Regions from separate parts of the Athene noctua genome. Here region 2 is linked to region 1. Evidence: chromatin contacts called from public Hi-C data. All regions are on one chromosome and are shown on one strand. Each heading gives the region's core, a stretch centred on a gene start, on an enhancer-like site or on the middle of the called end of the contact. The rest is flanking DNA. Distances are from core to core; before and after follow the strand shown. Region 1 holds the start of GEMIN8 (gem nuclear organelle associated protein 8). Region 2 holds the start of TCEANC (transcription elongation factor A N-terminal and central domain containing).

What was found. Hi-C and Micro-C count contacts between places; a contact is called where the count stands out from the background.
Region 2: a Hi-C map of heart shows a contact between it and region 1, with 4 times the contacts expected there. The contact joins the promoter of TCEANC here to the promoter of GEMIN8 in region 1. A contact is called at or near these places in 2 of 2 Hi-C or Micro-C datasets (heart and liver).

Annotation. Positions count from the first base shown.
Region 1 is chr1:181,681,144-181,686,818 of bAthNoc1.hap1.1, forward strand. GEMIN8 (gem nuclear organelle associated protein 8) reads left to right here and starts at 2,055. Exons shown (of 6, transcript XM_074906965.1): 1 at 2,055-2,141; 2 at 2,946-2,997.
Region 2 is chr1:181,919,307-181,924,981 of bAthNoc1.hap1.1, forward strand. It overlaps TCEANC (transcription elongation factor A N-terminal and central domain containing), which reads right to left and starts at 3,419. Exons shown (of 4, transcript XM_074907035.1): 1 at 3,137-3,419. The coding sequence starts at 3,406.

The DNA of each region.
Region 1 (5,675 bases), core at 805-3,304:
GCCTGTCAGCTCTGTGCAACCCCTGAAAAGCAGCTGGGCTTTGATGAAAACCAGGCCTTGGAAGAAAGATAAGCAACTGTCGAGTTGTGCTAAGGTGGCAGGGAAAAACAACAGACAGCTCCAACACTGAACTGGGAAAAGTTACTGCTGCGTGAACAAGAAGTTGATTGGTCTGCACAGTGCGTGTTAGAGTGGTCTTATGCTGATAGGAGCAAAGGTAGATAGCTGTCTGATTGCTGATTTGCTAATTATGAAGTAAGAGCTTTAACGAGAGTGTTAAGTATGTACTGTTGGAAAAATAAATGGCCCCTGCCCTGCAGAAAGAAAGAACACTCTGATTCGTTATTTTGGCCGCTGCACTCAAATGCTGCTGATGAAAAAATGTACATCTCAATGTGACGACCAGCAACTGCACTGCCATGCAGCTTGGTGGGAAGATGATCAAATTCAGTACCTACACACAAATTGTTTTAGATCTATCCACTATAAGTATCATTGATTAGACAATTCAAAGTGATATGTATGTGAACTGGTCCATTGTTGCTGCAGGAGCCATAATCAGAATCAGAATGATCTTGGGAAGGAAAAGTATACCAGGTAAAGTATACGAGCTGAAGGATATGACAGCAATTTAAAAAGGATTGATCCATTTCTTGATTTGTTGTGCCTTGTTGCTGCCTGTTCTGATTCAAACATTCAAAAGATTTGGATAGTAAGTCATGGTGGGTTCAGGGTTTTTTTGCATCTGTATTCATCATAGAGAAACCTGGAGTAGCTCCTATGCTGGCATGTTGAGAGGTGTATTAGAGCATCTTTCTCACCTGAAGTGTTTGTAGACCAGGTGACAAAACAGAGAAATTGAGCAACAGCAGATCTGCAGGGCCAGAGAGTATTTCCCCAAGAGTTCTGCAAGGAACACAGAACCGAATTAATTCTGAATTATTCTTGAACGCAGTTATCGGGTTGTATCAGTTGAAGTTCTCAGTAGAAGAGTACAAGGTAGCTAATGACATTAGTAAAACAGGTTCCTAAAAACATCTTAAGATTGTATGAACTATTAAAACTGATGCCCATACCAGGTAAATTAGTAGAAATTATTTCAAAGAATAACTTCAGTAGATATGTGGGAGATAAATGCAGAAACTTGCTATGTGAAGGAGCCTCAATACGTGTGCTTTTTAAAGTGGAGTAATGTTTCACAATGGAGTTTTTTAATTCAAGCAGGTAACAAAGGAAAATTGTCTCAATATGGTCTGCTGGGATTTTAAGTAGGCAAGCAGTTAGGGTGGTAAGCACAACAGGAGAGCTAAAAAAATGGGAGTAAAAAGTTTCTTGTACTGGAAGTATTAATTAGAAGCAAGGAAAGCGGAGAGCAGAAATAACCATTAGCTGTGGTGGTCTCAAGCTGTATGGCCCATCCGTGAGTTGTCTGGAGAAGGGCACAGGGGATGGGGTGGCACAGTCTGTGAGGGCACCGTGCTACTCAGTACGGTAAAGCTGAGGCTTTTACTGACCATGCAGAAACACAAAACAACATTACAATACCGGATAATAGCAAGCGAATTTAACCTATATTGCCTAAAATGGTGCACAAGGGAAAAAAGAAATCCCTGCTTCACTGGCTGTGACAGGCCCCAAACAGGCTGCTCACGCACAGTCCCGTGAAAATAGTAGCTCAGTAGCCGTAGAGAACCTTAACAGGAAGCTTAGAAATGAATCGGGAGAAAAAGAATCAGAGGCGAAGTCGCACCACAGCACAGCCCGGTTCTGAGTAATAACGCGCCTTGCAGAGTACTGGACACGCTCTGGGAGGTACCGAGGGGCCGACCGGACCCCAGGAGCTCGCAGCACCATCCCGGTGGCGGGCAAGTGGCTTCACGGCGCAGCGCGCCCACCACTCCCGCAGAAGGGACGGCCGCCGCGCCGGGGGCCCAGGGCCGCCCGCGGGAAGCCGGACCCCGCAACCGCCTCCCCCTCGGCCCCGCAAGATGGCGCCGCCGGACCGGGCAGTGGCCGGGCGGAAGCGGCGGCAGGAAGCGCCGCTCGCTCCGCCCCGCTCGTCCGCGCCGGAAGGGAGGGAGGAGGCAGCGCAGGCGGCAGCGCTCGGCTCCCCTGGCCCACCGGAGCCACAGGCTGCCCGGGTGGGTGCGGGACGCTGGTGTCCCTGTCTCTGCGCGGGCTGCGGGCCGGGCAGCCGGGGCGAGCGGTGGCGCGAGCGGGCAAGCGGACAGCTCGGGAGGGAGTTCCGCCTTCGGAGCGCGGGGTCGGAGAGGCGCGGTTCATGGCACGCCGACCGGCTGTACGGCCTCGGGGCTTTCCCTTTCCTTTCCTTTCCTTTCCTCTGTAAGATTGCGACCTCCGGCCTGAGGCGGCGGTGCGGGAGCTCGGGCGAGAGGGGTCCTCTGTGTGCGGGGGGTTGGCGCCGGGGTGAGCCTGGGCGTGAGGGTTTGTTTTCCTGCCAGCCCTCGGATTTAGTTGTTTGCCCTAGTTGGCAGAGGCGAGAGCTGCTCATCGGGTTTGTGGTCATTAAAGTCATTGACCTGAGTCTGGGCACAGCATCTGTGAGACTAGGAAATTAATTTTCCCTGCAAAAGCAATAGTGTAAAAGTTTCGTCCTCTTCCTCATTCACTGACTAAACTGACAAGCCATATATGAAACATAAACTAACTGGGGCTACTAATGATTGTACAGCTTTTAGCACTTCACTTTTGACCTCTGATTTTTGGTCCAGATAGCTTTTGGGTTTGTGTGCTGGATCTCAGAGAAGACAGATCCTCTTCTTTTGGAGCAGCAGAGGACTACGCTGTCTCAAGCTCTGCTCGGGTCAAAAGAGCCATAATACACTGAAGTTTGCTCTGCATGCTTTGTTGGCAGTAAATGTGGATTGTCCCTGCAATGAACATAATTTTCTCTTATGTGTAATTTGTTTCCCTTCCATTCGCAGGAATTACAACTGTTGGTGGAAAGACACTGCTGTGAAGACACCGCAGTGATAGGTAGGCCTTCACAGCTCAACTGACTCTCCTGTTGGGATATGAGCAGCCATAACTGTATTCTAAGCGTCTCGTATTTAAACCATTCACAAACAAGAATGCGCTGTATAGAGTTGGGAATTTTTACCTTTTTTTCTTTTTAAAGGAAACAACTTGTACTCTCAACTGTCTTAGCAATCACAGGCTTTTATTTCTGTGTAACTGTAACTAGGGCCCTTCAGTATTATCATATACCAGCAGTGCACAGTATTAATCTGAAGCACAGAGCGTCAGAACACTTTTTAGACTTTTATTTTCTGGTGGTAATTCTGCACCAAGAATAAACATGAGAAGTATAAAATGAAACGCACGTTTGTGGGAAGACGCACACTTTTGATGTTACATGGCATGCTTTTCTTACTGAACTCTTCAAATATCTTTGGAGAGTATGTAGTAGGGTGAGTTCAGAATACGCAGCACAAATTGATGTTTAACACCGTAAATTGTGAAACTTACTTCCATGGGATGTTGTGGAAACATGTAGTATTCGTGGGTTCAGAGAAATGACATGTTCTGTCTCTAAATACTAAAAGCACTTTGGAGCTAAAAAAACTATCTGAACTGCCACTGGCTGAAATCAGGAGAAATGTACCTGAGAAAGTAATTCCTGGATGTGTACTCTAGTGTTATATTTTACTGAGCATCTCTTACTGCCCATTGCCAGAAGCTGGATAGGGGAGTGTTAGGGACACTCTGGCCTGACTCAAGAAGGTACTTCTCACAGGCTAAAGGAGCAGGGACAAAAGCAGCAGTGGGCAAAGGATGTGGCCAGCTGTCCTTTTTTATATTTTTACCTTAATATCATGCTACAGGTTAATTAATCTTGTGTTCATCGGTGTTCTGAAGAAAGTCAAACCCTCCCTGATCCCGCACTGGTAGGACTTTCTGAGCTGTGCCTGTCGACCCCGGTACGGCAGCCATGTGGCAGCACTGTATCCAACACACCACTAGAGGGACTTCGATCCCCAAGGATGAATTACATTACCGAGTTATAAAAACCAGTATTTCATGGTTGTGTCTCACAATACGACAGACATTGTCTCAACTTCTTTTGATTCCGGTGGAATTAAATGCTGTCACTGCTTTGATCAGAGTTCTTTATTTTCACTGATGCTTACCTGCTTCAGGTTGTTAAGGAGACAGGCATGTTTCTGATGAAAGGGAGTAGATCTATATTTAATTATCAGTCAGGAAATATTTTAAAACTGAGAAAAGGAAGTCATAACATTTGTCAAAAAATAACTTTTCCATCATTAATGGTCAGCACAGGCAAACAAATATCTCATTTTAAAGTCTACATTTGCTGGTGAGTTTCATATGTTAAGTTGCTTCCATATTTGTTTTTAAAAGTATAAGTTATAAAAGTACAGTTATTACATTTATTTTCTGCTGCTTGTCATGTTTCATATTTTATGTATTTTGTTTTGGAAGAGTAATTCCACTGAAAACAAACCAAACTCATTCTTAATTTAGTGGCCCAGCTTTCAACATTGTTATGCTTCGCTTTATATTTGTAATCTAATGTTTCATAAATGATTTATGAAAATAATTAAAGTGTCTGTGCTTGGCAAAACAGGTTTTTCATATTTGGTAAACTAATATAGTTGTATAATTTTGCCAGGGTTTTTCCCCTCCTTCCCCTTCAGAGAGCATATGTACATGTTGCGTATTAATAATAAAGTATCAGACTTCACCACTTAATGTAAATAGTCTTTTAAAAGCAGTAAAATCTGAACCTGATTCCTGCTTATGCTGAAGCTAGTTCAAAGACTCTTTTGTCATGTATAAGTTAGAGTGAACATGAAAATAAAATAAACATACTTTTCCTGAAGTGGAAAATGGAAGAATTGGTTACCGTCGATTTAGGTTTTTAAGTATGAGAAAAAGACATTATGGTAACCTTGACAGTATCCAGATGTATATGGGAAAGGGATGAAAAATATGTGTGTATGCCATGAGAATGGAGATGGAAGTTTTGAAGAGGGCTAGCATGGGAAATGAGATGTTTGAAAAGAACAAAGAGGGATAGCCCAGGAGTTTTTAATGTATGTGTGGGTTTCAAGTGTTACAAGTCACTACAGTGTTTTACAGTGACCTCAGCATGAGGTTTTTTTCTTCCTACAAGCAGGCAGGAGAGCACATTTTTTGGCTGCCTAATGCCTAATCCTGCAATCTGTTGCTCGCATGAGTCGTCCCATTGATTGCAGCGGGACTGCTCATGTATGTAGGGCTTCTTGTAGATAGGTTGGTGTGACCAAGGGATTGTGGGTTTGAGCTTAGTGTGGGCTTTGTGAAGGGCAATAATTTGCCTTTGTGGTAGCTGCATAATTTGCATTTTCATTGAACATGGCCCATCCCCATTCTTCTTTCACGCGGGATGGCTTGTCTTAAGAGACAAGAAGTTGCTGTTTAATCAGTATTGTTAAATATGAGGCAGAACACAGCTGGTGTATGTACTGTATTCATATGCATTTTGAAAAATCCTAGTTTTATGCTGGTATAAATTACAACAGTTGTAAGTGCTGTCTTGGCTGTATTCCGGTGTTGCTGGGAATAACATTTGACCATGTCTTAGGGGTAGCAATGGTAGCTCAGTGTTACTGAGTCTCTGTTACCTTTCACTGGCAATCACCTAACGTTCA
Region 2 (5,675 bases), core at 2,169-4,668, 240 kb after region 1:
ACTCTCTCTCCCCACCATTGGGATCGCATCAGACGCCTGGACTGCTCCCTCTACTCAATCTCTATGCACAAGAAGCATTCATAATGCTGTCGTCCAAACACTGGGAAATCATAATTCAAAATCCTCAATATGCTGAGCTTGGCTAATACACTATAATGCTTTTAGAAGTAAAAAACTAAGAGCTGTTCTGCATTTCCTGTACAGATTGGAGTTTGTAGCATTCCCATTTTTTCCTCCACAGACAAAATTATTAGGCATTTACTTTTCTGAAAAAGAAAGATGACACTATCATGTACAACACGGTTCCAAGGACCAGCACTTTAAGAAATCAGATTTTTGAGCATTCTATTGTAACTGTAAAAGACTGACAATACTTCCCCTGTTCACCTATAATGATGTTACTTTTCATGTTCCTGCTTGGTATTAGAGCTTTCCTCCACTATTTTCTAACTTCCTTTTGAATTTCTTCTTCATTTACCTAGGTAGAATTAATTGGGTGGGATTTTTTTTAAACCTACTGAAGTTAAGAATTTGCTGTGAGCTGCAGGTTTAAAATTGGCTTATAAATGATAGATCTAAGCTGATATTCTTGCACATCCACTTATTTTCCAGTCTCCATAAATACTGTTTATATATCCTCTTGCAGAGGCACTGATTTGAAACCAGGACAGCCTCAGTCTAAACAAAGCTTTCCTAAGGTGGACCTCATATCCTCCTATCCTTCTTTCAGTAATTTCTGCATTGGCACAGAAGTCCAACAAGGCTTGCAGATAGGAGCCTAAATCAACAAGTAAAAGTGAACTTAAGACATATCTATTCAAAGTACATTTGTTCACTTCATACTTTAGAATACATACAAAATATGTATGATTTTGGAGGGGAACAAGCAATTCTTTCTCTTGAATACACTTCCTTGACAAAAGAGCTTTAAAGATTATTCTTATTCAGATAGAGCTAGCAAAGACTTCAATTATAGCCCACTACAAGCAAAAGTAAATGTTCAGTCTGCAGTATCTTTTGATGGCAAATCGTGCGACAAATCAATATAAAAATGGAATATGTAAGTAATAAAAACATGTTTTATGAACTTTTGTGAGTTCTTGATCGATAGATGAACAGAGACATTTTATTGCTTAAATGTTCAGTTTTTAGCTAAGCTTCGGCTCAATATTATTTCTATTTGTCACTCCACTGTTAGGAACATACTTACACTAGATACCGCTTTATCATTTTTTATAGGTTTTCCACTGAAAAACTATATATCTTTTTTCCATTTAAAAATAAATTCTTTGTATGCACAAAAGCACATATGTTTCTGACCCCTCTACAGAGAAAGTGTATGATACAATTACTATTTATATTAGTCTGCTAGAATTCCTTCATCTAAAACATGAAAAGTACACATCTAAACATTTGAGAGTCTTGAATAAGACACCTGACATACTGTTTGAAGTAAGGTATGAAATATTTGAAATAGAAATGGATTTTTATATATATTATTAAAAACAATACTACACTGAAAGTGTGAACTTCCTAATTCCTTTCTAGATTTATGCCACTGTTTGTCATACTTCAAGACACCAATATAATAAATACTTAACAAATTCCCATAATACTACCATCACAGATACCCATCCTGCGGTTTTCAAGGTCATGCTCTTCTGTGAGTGGGGATTACAGCTCCTTACGATATAAATCAGTTGGGTAATTACAACAGCTGGGAGAAGCAGCCCAGCCTATGTATTTGAAAGCACTGACTATGCATGATGTGAAAGCCAGCTGCAGGTGGCAGCTTGTCTGGAAGAGGTCAGGAGTCAGCCTCACCATGCCAGGAGCTGATCAACACCAGTACAGTAACCTTATCTCTGAGACGGGCCCAAGAAACTAGGTAGAGATCAGCCTGCACTCGCTCCCATAAAATGGGTGGGCCAGTTCACATAGGAACCGTGCTCCAAAATGCCACTCAGAAATGTCATGGTGATACAAGGAAATGATCACCTACTTTGCAACTTATTTACTTAAAGCAACTTACATTGATTTCTGAATATTGCTTAATAATCCTTGCTTGCCCTGACTGTTCTGTAGAAGCTTACCAAGGACTACTGTGTTCATCAAAACAAAGCAGTTTTCTGTGAAAACTTACCAAAAATTACTATGTTTGTCAACAATAAAAGACATGTCTTTGGAAAGCAGGTTATGTTCTAACAAGTTTAGTCTTCGTAACGGATAGATAGCCATATACAGGCAGTACAAATTAACAGACTGGTGCTTTTAGATAAGACAGAGGTGGTAAACCAGCGAGAACCACACTTGCTATTCAAGATACTGGCTAAGAGAATCTGCACATGCTCCAAGGAAAAGTACAAGGTGAGAAAGACTGTGAGCCTTACTCCAAAAGACCCCCAAAAGACAACCACCAGCCGGCGACACGCAGGTGCAGATAACATAAAATGCCGACACCAGCCTTTCGAACCTTACTTACGCATGTGTATATTTGTGTTATGTGATCCAATGGATACGTATATCCACACTCGATAAGCTTTTGGTAAAATGTGCTGGTGGTGTGCAAGTTTTGTGGAGAAATCCCTTTGTGCCCCAGCGTCGGAGTAAACATACCTGCTTTATAACTCTCTCTGACTTGTAGAGTCTGTTTCCGCGAATCAACGGGAACACTAACTCCCTGTTTTTTCTCCAAATCATTCATGAAAACCTCCTCAGGTCTGTTCCTCCTACATATCCTCTGACCCACCTAGCTTAAGAGCCACTGTTGTATTGCTTAGGGGCGAGATGTCACCCCTCCTCAGACTCCTGGCACACCACAGGCGGAAGGAGAAGCGAGCCCGGACCTACCTATCGACGGCCCCCGACGCCTTAAGGAGCTGTGACCGCTGCACCGTCCCCCTTTGGCCCCCGAGGCGGTTTGGGGGCCCCGCTCGGCGCCATTTCGCGGCGCTGCGGAGAGCCCCCGCCCCACTCGCTCCCGCCGTCCCCCCGGACCTCACCCCCAACGCCAGGGCAAGGGGAGGCGACGCTGAGGAGGGGGGAGCTGCACGCCTCACTCTCGCTGCCCCTGGGCGAAAGGCACGGCGTTACTACCCTCCCCCCCGTACCCTGGCAGCGGGGCCGGTGCCGTTACCTCCGCAGCGAGCCTCAACATGGCGCCTCCCTCCCGCTTCCTGCGCCGCTGCCGGGCGCGCCGCCGCCATTTCTGCCGGCGGGCGGGGGCGAGCGGTTGCGGGCTGGCTCCGGTCCGCGGCCCCTCGTGAGCCCCGGCGGAGCGGCCCGGTGCGAACACTCGTGGGCAGCCCCGCTCGCTGCCGCCCGGGGCCCGGGGCGGGAGCTGCCCCTGGGCAGAGAAGCCACGTCCTGTTGTCAGGCAGCCGTGGGGGCGGCGGGAGGGCGGCATATTCAGTGTGAGGTGCTGTGCTGTCCCCCGGGCCCACTGCAGGGCTGAAAGCACCCGACAGCCGGGGAAACAGCTTGCTTTCCCGAGCAGCCTCAGTGTGAAGGCAGAGCTGCTGCTGAGGCCGCCGGCACGTTTTGCGCATCGCTGTGTTCTGGTACACAGGGCCAGGGGATGAAAAAATGCACCGGGATGCAGCCCTGGGGCCCTTGTGCCGGGCACGGCCTTCCCCCGGTGCCCGCCTGCGTCTGCCGCGCTGCTGGAGCGGGAGCTGGACACAGGCCTTGTGAGCCGGGCTTTGGGAGTGCTCTGCTTGGGAAAGCTGGAAAAGATCTTTGGCTCTGCTCAGCCGTGGGGCTGATGAAAAAGTAGGTTCTACTCATGTGAATTTAAACTGCAGCCTCAGTTATGGCTCTTCTCGAGCAAACACAGCTAGGGAGAGGCTGTGAGACACACCAAATGGGATAAAAGAGTGTCTAGGCTAATGGAGAACAAAAACAACAAAAAATTGTAAAACTTATATTTTCAACATAGTACTGCATTATTTCTGGTATAACCTACTAGTCTTTTGGATAACAAATGGAGCTATTAGTATACACAGGGTTAAAGAAAATATAAAGCTTCACAGGGTAACAGCTTTTGGATATAATGAAGATCAGATTAAGGAGTAAACACCTAAAAGTTGATATATTTTTGTCAAAGAAAAGGTATTTGTCATTACCTTTATTGCAGTGCCTTTCTATTTCCTATGTTTTATGCAGGCATTCAAAATGATTTTGTAAAAGAGTAATAGTTCTAGAACTTTGGTTCTACAGCAAATGTACAGGTGTATGGTGAGGTTTGGTTTCAATGATTGAGAAGTCAATATGATCTTTTAAGGATTAGTTTTGCTTTTATTCACTAATGAGGCCTATGTTGCCCTCTGCTGACAGCAAACTGAACTTAGCTACCTGAACTTGCCAAATATGTTTTGGCGTTAAGTATCATGTATGGCAGACACACCTCTGTTTCCACATCTTCACATAATGAGCATCACCACTACTAATAACAAAGAAAAAAAGCGCCTTGCATTGTTGTTTATGTTGTAAAAAATCACATAAGCACTTTATTAAATTATTGTAACAAACTAGTGATCGGTGTTGATTACTGCATGGTATCAAACCCTTGCTAGTGCTGCAGTAGTTGCATTACACACTGAAGAACCCTAAATGATTGCTAATTCTGTTTAATACTTAATTTGCAATGTGTTTGTGCCAAACTAATGACTTCATCAGTGATTGGATGTGTGGTGCAGCGGTTAGCCCTGGCTAGCTGGAGGCCACAGTTGAGATCAGGCTTCCTTTTTGCCTTGTCTTTGTGGCTCACACAGCAACAAAGTGTGGGACAAAACCTGTCCCAAAGAGTCCATAGTTTTATGAAAAAAGATGAAGAATTTGAAGCAGATGACATGACTTTCTAGAACTAGCACAATAAAATAGTAGCAGAACCAGAACACAGTCCAAGCATTCTAGGTCCAAATGTGGCATGTCACCCAATGGTCTATCTTGCATATTTGTAAGTATTGCAGCATCGTATGTCATGAGCTCAGCACCAGCTTTCATTGCAATATTCAAGAGTTCGCAGTTTAGTTTCAGTTTGGGGCTCCCACGATAAGGCTATTGAATGCTGGTTTTCTTTAATCTTTCTCTATCTGTATGATTGTGAAGGTGGTACATATAGAATTCCTTATATCCTCATCTTAAAGGGCCTTGCCTGCTGCAGAGGCACAGAGATCCTTTGGCAGGAAGGCACAAGAAGGAGCATGACTTGCCTCTCCTGATTAACCCTCCTTTGAGCAGGGATCAAAACTGAGGATGCCTCCCCTGGAGGTGTGTTCCTCACTCAAAGGACTGCTCTGGCATTTCCATTAAATCTTTGATCTAAGGAATAAAGGATCATTATTCCATTTCCTCATTTATAAAACAGATACAATAATGCTTTGTCAATTACTCCTGAAGTAAAACAAAACAAAAATGTGATAAAATTTATATGCCCATTATATTAATACATATGTGTATATGTGTGCAATGATATATATGTACATCTTCTGGGGTAAAATCAGTGTTACTCTAACAGCAACAACATCCTTGAGACTTCAGTATTGGCTGTGGTAAGTATCTGCTTCTCTAAAAACATAGGCTTCTATTCAAAAAAGTGAGATACTCTGCCAGATGATAAGTATCCACAGAACTAGTTGGAAAAATGATGGTCAAACACTGTTCATCATAAGGTT